3 separate regions of the Mus musculus genome follow, and all the other regions are linked to region 2. A link is a contact called in public Hi-C and HiChIP or PLAC-seq data. All regions are on one chromosome and are shown on one strand. Each heading gives the region's core, a stretch centred on a gene start, on an enhancer-like site or on the middle of the called end of the contact. The rest is flanking DNA. Distances are from core to core; before and after follow the strand shown. Region 1 has its middle 25 kb from the start of Gm16675. Region 2 has its middle 52 kb from the start of Enpp6. Region 3 overlaps Irf2 (interferon regulatory factor 2).

What was found. Hi-C and Micro-C count contacts between places; a contact is called where the count stands out from the background. HiChIP or PLAC-seq counts read pairs in DNA pulled down with a chosen protein or histone mark.
Region 1: a contact with region 2 is called in an H3K27ac HiChIP or PLAC-seq map of CD8 T cells, with 9 times the contacts expected there. The contact joins two enhancer-like sites. A contact is called at or near these places in 6 of 484 Hi-C or Micro-C datasets (CD8 T cells, the G1E-ER4 cell line, the HPC-7 cell line and 3 more), 12 of 115 datasets of contacts at active chromatin or transcription factors (the 230-238 cell line, CD8 T cells, bone marrow-derived macrophages and 7 more) and 1 of 9 other capture datasets (embryonic stem cells).
Region 3: a contact with region 2 is called in a Hi-C map of the N1E-115 cell line, with 5 times the contacts expected there. The contact joins two enhancer-like sites. A contact is called at or near these places in 2 of 15 datasets of contacts at CTCF or cohesin (large pre-B cells and pro-B cells), 20 of 484 Hi-C or Micro-C datasets (the 63-12 cell line, the AML12 cell line, B cells and 15 more), 14 of 115 datasets of contacts at active chromatin or transcription factors (the 230-238 cell line, astrocytes, bone marrow-derived macrophages and 8 more) and 3 of 9 other capture datasets (adipose tissue, bone marrow-derived macrophages and liver).

Annotation. Positions count from the first base shown.
Region 1 is chr8:46,712,695-46,715,901 of GRCm38.p6, forward strand. No RefSeq gene overlaps it. Among named protein-coding and RNA genes, the nearest start is that of Gm16675, 25 kb to the right of the region's middle. Within about 2 kb of position 1,402, at least 90 of the 459 cell types and tissues checked have an H3K27ac peak or open chromatin away from gene starts, as enhancers often do. A contact at or near this core is called in the 230-238 cell line, CD8 T cells and Th1 cells, where this site is marked.
Region 2 is chr8:46,933,601-46,936,564 of GRCm38.p6, forward strand. No RefSeq gene overlaps it. Among named protein-coding and RNA genes, the nearest start is that of Enpp6, 52 kb to the right of the region's middle. Within about 2 kb of position 1,476, at least 83 of the 459 cell types and tissues checked have an H3K27ac peak or open chromatin away from gene starts, as enhancers often do. A contact at or near this core is called in the 230-238 cell line, CD8 T cells, the N1E-115 cell line and 1 more, where this site is marked.
Region 3 is chr8:46,782,572-46,785,985 of GRCm38.p6, forward strand. The region is part of intron 1 of Irf2 (interferon regulatory factor 2); the gene reads left to right. Among named protein-coding and RNA genes, the nearest start is that of Gm31172, 9.5 kb to the left of the region's middle. Within about 2 kb of position 1,735, at least 5 of the 459 cell types and tissues checked have an H3K27ac peak or open chromatin away from gene starts, as enhancers often do. A contact at or near this core is called in the N1E-115 cell line, where this site is marked.

The sequences.
Region 1 (3,207 bases), core at 152-2,651, 220 kb before region 2:
TTTCCACTAAGAGTCTAATGATTAGCTTTATTGGGTTGATCTCCGAGCCAAATAGATAGGCAGCCCTTTCCTATCCGCTGGCCCCACAGCTGCAAGCCTTATTACCTGGGAGCTGGAAAATGTTGCAAAGAAAGATATGCTAAGTTGTTTTTGTTATGTATTATGCAGTTAGGCCTGTGGTGGCTCTGTTTCTTCTGAGCATGTCATCATTTCCTACATAACACAGTGTCAGGACTATTTCAAGTGGTCTACTACTGAGCTACATCCCCAGTCCTATTTATAGTTTGCACTGAAAGTAATCAAGACATGATTAAAGTGTAGGGTTGTGTGTGTGTGTGTTATATGCAAACTATATAGCATTACTATAAAGGACTTGGACATCCTTGGACTTGGGATCTGAGAGGGGTTCTGAAACCAATTTCTTTATTAGTTGTTTCTGTATACAGATGATCATTGCCTGCATGTCCCTAAGGATCTGCAGGAGACACAGGGATAGTTCTATTGTTACAATGCTCCATGTTTTAGTGCCTGAAAAGGGGCAGGCACTCAACAAATAATGTTGGCCAAGGGTTGAGGAAGTGGTTTAGTGTGTAAGGGCACTTTTTGCACAAGCTGATAGACTTGAGGTCAGTTCTCTGGTACCCCCCTGAAAATGACAGGCCTGGCCGCGTGCACCTGTAACCGCAGTGTTGTCTCAAGAGAATAAGCCGGTGAGTGACTGAGGAGGATGCCTCAGCTCCTCGGAGTTCTACACACGTGGTCTCGGCAGTCGCCACCTGCACATCTTTAGGTACGCACATGTATAAATCATACGTACACAGAAACGACTAATAAATGATGATAATACTATTGAGCAGATCTATTGAATACTTTCTATTTTCAAAGTACTAGGGCAGGGGTGGGGGTGGGGTGGGCTTGGAGTCCCTGGGCTCTGGGACCATAGCAAAGTAGGGTTTGAGATGAGAATTGGGAAATGGTTACATGTCTTGACACCCCCTTAAAACTGCTGTCCGCTGGAACTGGTTTTAAGCGTCACTTGGTTCAGTCACATCTCATCAAACTCTGGTTTCTTCTTTTGCTCTCTTCCACAGAGTTTTTCTTGAAAGGAGCTGCTGTTCTCTCTTACCCACAAGCTGCTTTTTTTCTTCTTTCTTTTTTATTGGCAGTTGGAACCATCCAGGAAATACCTGCAACTTCTCTGAAAAAATCGAGGTGTTTGCATTTCTTGTTGTGACTTTGGCAACAGGGCTGGAAGGTGGAGCAGAGAAAATATGTCTGAGTTTCCTTGTTGTGTGGAAGGAAGCCAGTTTCGTCCATTGTGACCCTCTCAGCTCAGCCAGGGCTCCAGAGGGTTGTTTGGTTCCTAATCGCAGGGCTGTGTGTGCAGGCGATTGTGGAGCAACTTCCGGTAAACTACCTAGGATGGGTGTGTCCCTTTAAATCAGCTGGGCAGGATGGCACAAGTCCTAAACCTGGCTCTTGTCTCTTATTAGCTATTGTTTCTCGCTCCCCAAAGTCCAGGGAAGAAATCCTTACTCTGTCTTTGGTTGTTCTTTCCTGCATAAGCCCACCCCCCTTTTTTTTTAATCTCGAGAGTGTTCTCTCTCTCTCTCCCTCTCCCTCTCCCTCTCCCTCTCCCTCTCCCTCTCCCTCTCCCTCTCCCTCTCCCTCTCCCTCTCCCTCTCCCTCTCCCTCTCCCTCTCCCTCTCCCTCTCCTTCTCCCTCTCTCCATCCTGTGCATGAAAGCAAGTTGGGGTTGGATGTTGTGTTTACTGAGCAAATTTGAAAATAAGTGGGCTCATAGGAGTCAGAGTGAGACGGGTAGCTGGTTTGGTGAGAGGGGTGGGAAGTGAAGGGACTGTAGGAGGGATGAGTCACAACTGCTCCAAGGAGCTTCAGAAACAACTCAATGCAGCCAGCTGCAGGTCTGGCCTTTGCAATTTTAGCAAGTGACTCCGTCCTCACTCTTCTCAACAGGGTAGCACCGGAAGGAGTTGGGAAAGCCTGAATAGGAAATTTCCTGTTTGGAGACTACCTTGGCAATCTGGTGGGTGATCTTTGAAGTCTGGTCATCAGGTTGGTCTCAGAGGAGTGACCTGCCCAGGCAACAGAGACTGGAACACATGTAATCTTACTTTTTGTGGGAAGAGTTAAACACATGATCCGACCACTGCTGCATTTTCAGCATTAAGACATTCTCGATGCTTTACATTTTTCTGACTGTGCCCTTATCTACCCAATGGTTCAGTAGTAGCTCCCCAGGACAAAATGAGCTGAAAGAAGCTCAGAGATGTTAGAGATGAGGGCGAAGAAGACGTCAGCAGCTGCAAGCTGGGTCAGCTAGTCAGAATATCAAGTACATCATTAGGTAGGAACTGTCCAGAGAGATTGTTGAATGTCAGGGACCTACAATCCCGGGGAGGCCAACAGAACAGCTAACAGGCAAAGAGGAAAGGCTTCCTACCCCGCCTTCTCCACCCACCCCTCTCTGTTTTCTCTGCTGGGATCTAGAATTTTCACTCCTTTCTTGGTTGAAGGCCCTTAGCTCTTGAAAGAGAGAGTAGTGTATGAAGATTTGCTACAGTGAGCAATAGCTTTGAGTTCAGACATTAGTTCTTGGGACCCTAGTATCCAGCTCCGAGGAACTCTGCAGACTGTAACACCAGTGTGCCCTGGACCTGCTCAGCACAAAAGAAAGAGATGCTGTCTAACACCTGCCTTGGAAAACCTGGCACAGTTGGCTTTATCAGGCTCACAACTCATTTCCTCTGAAGATTACAGTATCCCTCAGTAAGGATCTTAGTTTGGGGGTGGGGAGCAAGATCCCAGCACCCCACCCCCAAACCCTCTTGTATAACCTTATATCATTGATCTGAAAGGCCACCTTTATCTAAAACATCTTGGTGGTTCTGTAGAATTTTTTTTTCTTCTGAGCATCAGTATGTGAGTCTCTTCCAGGAGCAGAAAATTTAAATGTATCCATGACACCCAAACGGCATAAACAAGACTTTGGCGTTGTGTTCCTAGTCTGCCTCTTACAAAGTAGATGCAATGCAAAAGTGTTTGAATGCTTACTGGAAGACAATGACAGCCATGTGCGGTATTTCCCTTTGTGCTTGGTGGGGAACCCATGATCATTATGTCCCCAAATATCTCCCCAGAGCACAATTAAATATCATTGTTTGACATTTATGTTACAGATATTTG
Region 2 (2,964 bases), core at 226-2,725:
TGTTCAAGGACAGAAGTGTTGGGGCTCAGGGAAAAAAAAGATACTTGTACAGATGACTTTAGGAGCCCCTGGATAAACAGAACAGGTAGGGGTGGGGCAACTAGAGAAGGTTTCTATGAAGTCCATTATCTGCCTAAAAAAATCAGAGTCACCCAGGAGGAGCAAAGTCACCTTGAAACTTACTCAAATGTCATCAGCCAAAGAAGAATCAACTTATCACGAGGCAGAGGCAAACTTCCGCATCTCAGCTGCTATGCTGAGGAATTTTTGCCATCTACTGTTCTCCAGGCTTGTTCTCCGTTCTCAAAACTCAGAGGATCTCTAAAACTATCCACAACATCCCCCCACTTGCCTCTCACCTATGAGGAAGCTATTTAAACCTTACCTGTTGGGCCCCTTCTTTGGGTTTTAAATTTTGTCAATGGCTCTCGTGCTTACGGATGTTAATATTTGTCATGAGTTTTCTCTCAGCTAACCCTGCATTCATTATAAGCACTATCAACTTCCTGATTCTATTTGTTTTCATGGCTGGGAAATTCAATATTCCCAAATGGCTGTCTTGGTCATCAGCCTCTGATACTTTTGAGAGATAGTAGCATCATTAGGGGATGGAGCCTAGTGAAAATAAGTTAGGCTGTTGTGTCCTTAAAGGGGGTCAATGTTTTCTTCTGTCTCTTTGCTCCTCAGCTCCCATGAGGCGAATCCCACTCCAACTTCTGCCACTTGCTTCCGCCCCCACATCCTCCGTCATCCTAGAACCAATGTGTGTCATCTACTTGTAAGCAAAGGCGAAGTGAAACTGCCAAAATTAGACAGCTCTGTGGGTGAAGGAAAACAGTTTATTCAACCACCAAGGCTGTCTCCTGGGATTCAGAGAAAACAGCATGGATATCGGCAGAGTCCTGCCAGTTAGAAGGAGACATGTTGCAGCGGGTGGAGGGTGGGTTAGCTGGAGCGGCCTGGGAACGAGCATGGGGCTCTGACCCACTGGGGAACTGTTTAAGTTAATAGGGAACTCAATGCAATTTCCGGAGACTGCAGGAGCTTATAAGAAGGTAACAGTTTTCATGGCAAGCAGAAACCCATTTTACAAGATTTCTAAGGAATGCTAAGTGTTGACCTGGCCCAAGTAAGCCTGAGCCGAACCCAGATTGTCATTTTTGGGGAGTCGAGACCCGACACAAATGTAGACTAAAAATCTCTGAAAGTATTGGTCACATAAACCTGGTGTTTACATTGATTTATCTCAGGCATTCTGTCACAGCAGCGGGACATGAGGCATCTCCCCACTGAGGCAGAGGGTCGGTGGCACCCCTAAGAGAAAATCCCGTCTTTACTTCTTCCTATGGATCCTTTGGGCATAAATTCAGGTCCAAATTAGGATTGGCGGATTGGCGTAAGGATCCACAGTGTATCATCCTTCAGGAGGTTCCCATTGGTGTAGATGTGGTCTGGTCTTGGTGAGGTCAGGGTAGCGGCTTTCCCCCTCTTTCCCCACTAGAGGGCAGAGTTCACATCTGCTCCCGGATCTCTGGGGTGGATAAGCCACAGGCTGCATCCCAGCCGCAGTTCTTTTCCTCAGTGCAAGGCAAAGCCCCAAGGTAAGATTTGTCCACACCTTTCTCTTGCTCCTATCAAGAAAATGGCCACGTGTATTGAATCCCATGAACGACTACACAAAAAAGCAAGTGATTCCTTGAAAACCAAGGAAGAATGGTAGAAAACTAAGCAGGTGGTGCAATTAGTGGGAAAAAAAATCCCGTAGGCAGGATGGATTTAACATCGTGGGAACGAGAGAGAGAGAGAGAGAGAGAGAGAGAGAGAGAGAGAGAGAGAGAGAGAGAGAGAGAGGAATGGAGTGAGGGAAGAAAGGGGCACTGTGGTTTCAGCATTTATAAATGACGAAGGTGTCATTTGCCTTCTCCCAATGCAGGCACAGGTGCTTGGGTGACACAGGACCCTTTCTACACCAGGGAGAGGGGGACCGGGCTTGGTGTAGACCTAGGTGAGAAGTGATAGACATCCCAAGCTCTGAGCAGTTGTGGCTTAGGAAAAAAAAAAAGCAATAAAGCAGCAAACATAAATTTACCTGGATCTCGAGTATGATTTAGAGGAGGGGGGAGGGGAGAGAAGAGTAGAGGAGTTGGAAGAGGAAGAAGATGGAGGGGGAGGGGGGAGAGGAGGAGGAGGAGCAGCAGCAAATGGGAAGAAATACAAGAAAGAGACAGCCCAGTGGCTGGGAGAGGACATCAGGTGTCTGGATGATTCTAGAACCCATAACCCGTCAACCAGCCTGCTTTCCTTTGGCCTTCATTTTTTCTCTATTGCGTATGTTTGTTTACGTGCTGTTCCCCTCATACCCGTGGGCACCAAGCATTTACTACGACAAGGATGGACCACAGGAAGTTCCTAACAAGCGGGTACTAGCATGGGCGAGAAAGAAGCTCCAGGAGGGCCAGATAGCTGCGGGGCAATCAGTTTAGCCAGAGTGCCAAACCCCTGTCCCAGACAGGCTCAGGGCCCTCCCCATCTGTTCCCTAGCAGCTCTGGCTCCTGCGGGACCAGCCACCAGCTTAGCGATGGCACTCACAGGGTTCCTGTTCGCTGTTCTGCCTTCGAATCTGAAAACACACTCCAGAGCTTTTCGGGTTTTTCTTAATTTCCAGCCTGATCCTGTTTTGGCTTTGGGGCAATACTGACACCAAGTGTTGGAATCTACAGGGTTGAAAGGAAAGTGAGACCGGGAAGGGACCCTCCACAGGATGGCTACCCACATTACTAAGTGAGCAGGGACGTTCACTGGATGGTGACCTGGGCCATGCTCCCTGCTGTGTGCACAGTGTGGACTCACAGCAGGTCCTTCCACAGGAGAAACCATTATTCAAAGCCTATTTGGTGTTCGTTACAAAAATTTAATAAAAACAAGCTAGTTCTTCTTGAAGGATTTCTTTCTTTGTTTTTCTT
Region 3 (3,414 bases), core at 485-2,984, 150 kb before region 2:
CATATATTTATTTATTTTTGTCTTCTTTTATCCCTTATACTTGCCAATATCCTCTTTCCCTACCTGCCTACACACGTACGTACGTACGTACACACACACACACACACACACACACACACACACACACACACACTGTTAAAGGGTCAGGTCAGCCTAAATGCAATTCTCTTTAAACCTTATCAGCCACAGTATTAGTATCAACGATGCTACAGCACCATATATGATGAGGTCTGAAATAGGAGGAAGTTCCTTGCAATTATGTCGACTCTATTTGTAGCACCTTCTTATATTTTCTATTCTATACTCCAGTCCATTAAAATTAAATTAAACTTGCTGATCATAAACCAAGAATGCCAATCTTTTTTTCTTCTTCTTCTTCTTTTGGTTTTCCAGGACAGGGTTTCTCTGTGTAGCCCTGACTGTCCTGGAACTCACTTTGTAGACCAGGCTGGCCTCGAACTCAGAAATTTGCCTGTCTCTGCCTCCCGAGTGCTGGGATTAAAGGCGTGTGCCACCACTGCCCGGCGAGAATACCAATCTTAATTAAAAAAAAAAAACCAAACAAACAATAACAAAACCCCCAAACACATTGCACAGTGCCTTAGCAAGCTTTTACCAGCGGTTTGAGAAACACTGGGTTTTGCTGTGGCCCTTGGAGGCAGAAAGGTTTGGATTGGATCTTGAGCCTTGCCGCTCCTCTGAGGTCAGGCTAAGTAAGTGGCTCCATTTCTTCCAGTACAAGATGGAGATGAGACGCTCTGCCCGGGTGGCTTGTTGGGAGGCTAAATGACGCTATGCACGGGAAGCTCTGAGCTCCTCGTAAGCTCCGGAATGAATGTGGTATTGGAAACCATGGTGGCTGTCGTTCTCAGCTCCGCTTCTCCCCGTCTCTGTGCTTCTGCATGGACGTCCTTACACACATCAGTCAGGGTGAGGAGTCTAGAATATTCTATAAGAAGTGAATGTGGATTAGGGGGAGAATTATTGAGTGCTAACCAAGAATTACTACTGGAAGTTTCTGTTACAGTCCTTGAACTTTATAATAATTTCCCCCTTTCTGTTTTCAGGGGGAGCATCGCCCCTCTTTCCTAGTCTTCCTTTCCCCTCACCCCCATACCTCCTCCCTTTTGGCTTTTTATTTTTAACTTATTTATCTCATCTTTTGGGATGGGTTTCCTTTTTTCCTTTTTTTTTTTTTAGCTATTTTTACTCATCTCTAAAATGGAAATAACAATATCTGATGGCTAAGGCGGTTGTGTGTGCTACTACTGAAGATTGGTGTTAAATACCTAGGATTTGTTTCTGAAGTGGTGGGTGACTCCGGAGCATCATCTGTGATGCTGCCTGAGGCGGTTCCTCTGTCCTCATCAGCACCACAGCCCTGCTTTGACCCTCTTTTATCTCACCCTGCTTGTCTGTTGAACTCTCTTTGGCCAGGCATTTCCTCTGCTCCAATCTGCTCTTCCTCTGACATAAATGCTTTCCTTGGAAATCCAATTAATAGTGATTTATGGATTCCTTATGAACTAGTTAACTTAGTTGGCAATTAAGTACAGACTGCTCTCTGGTCTCCACTGCATCATTTTATTATGATAATTACAGAATTATTAGTTAGCGTTATATGATTTATGTCTCACATCCTCAGCGAACTTATGAGTTCCCTGAGGGTAGCAACCATAGCTTACATATCTCCAAGTACACCTACCCCCACTACAGCAATTAGCACAGGCAGATCCCTGTAATCCTGTGTGTTAAGAGCTATCTGTTGAGGGTAACTGGGGACCCAGACAGCATGTGCCTGAAGACAAGAGTGTCCAGTGGGCTGGGGACATGGCTGTGTGACATGGTAAGTGGCAAGAACACGCAGAAGCACTCGATGATGAAGGTGCAGAAGAGCCCGGGTGTGGCATGACCACTGTCAGCTTCTAGGACAGAGATTCAAACCCAGCTTTGTCCTGAGTGATTTAGTTTGCATCTTTCTTTCATTGTGTCTCACTTGTGCACCTGTCTAATATGACTCCTACTAAACTGTGTATAGAAAATTCTGGAAGGTTAATAGTTGAGGGACTTCAATTTTTATCTCTCTCTGTCTCTGTCTCTGTCTCTGCCTCTCTCAACTCTCCTGCCTTGGCTTCCTGAGTGCTGGGGTTATAGGGTACCCCACCATGTTTAGGCTATGGTGGGAATCTGTAAGTATTTCTCCAAGTAAAAAAATGACTTGATTTCATCTTTACTCTTGAATGAAATATTGTCTGAACATAAAAATCCACAAGGTGGTCTTTTTCCTTTAATGCTTTTTCTTTAAAATTATTTTTGACATCGTGTGCGTGCATGCGTGTTTGTGCACATATGCAGCCACAGTGCAGTGTGGGGGTCAGAGAACAACTTCTAGGAGTTGGTTCTTTCCTTCCATCGTAGTGTTGTGGGGACTGAACTCAAGTCATCTGGTTTGCTGGCTTGGGCCTTTGTCTGCTAAATTATGCTGGCCCAGGACTTCTTTCAAAGGTCTTCTGGCTTCCATTGTTTCTGTGGAGTACTGAATTTGAGCTTAAAGGTTTGGGATATTTTGCTGTTGGCTTTGTTTTTTCAAAGGTAACATGTCTTTTGCCCTCTGTTTTTTTTCTTTCTCTTTCTCTTTTTTTTTTCTTTTCTTTTCTTTTTTTTTTTTTTCTGTTTTGGGCTTGGGTATGGTTTTTATCTGTGTTTGGCCATTTGTGGTTTTCAGTGACTTTTGATGTGTGATTAGAAAATGTCCCGTTGTGGTCTTCTCAAGAATTTGCCTCACACTTTGTCTTGTCTTTGTAGACTTTCAAATTAGCCACAGTTTAAACCCTGCAGTGTTCCCCTATGGAATCTATGCTCGTCTTACACTGTCTCATCTTTGTGACTTTCAGCCTCACTCTGGAATTTCCTTTGACCTGTTTTCTGGTTCACATATGCCCCCCACCCCCATCCAGGTATCAAAGCTATTTTTAGGCACACCCCATAAGTTCTTAATTTTAATGATATCCATTAATTCTATAATTTAAAATTTTTAATGGTTTATCTGACAAAATTTTTCCACCTTTGCCTTTTGTTTTCCTATAGCTGGTTTTAGAACTACCCAAGGGCTAGGGGGTGGTTCTGGCTTTCAGTCAGAATTTGGGAGGCAGAGACAGGTGGATCTCTGTGAATTTGAGCCCAGTTTGATCTACATAGTGAGACCCTGTCTAAAATAAATGCCTGAAGATGTTTGGTCTGTGTGCATCCATGTACATACCATTATATCTGCTTAAGGCCTGTGTCTGTGGCCTGTGGGTCTGTTTCCACTGATGTTTGTCGCCATTGATCTTTATGTTCCTAATTATAGTTACTGAATGTAGCGACTGCATCAGAAGAACTCCAGACAGAGTGGTTAACCTTTGAGAGTGTCAC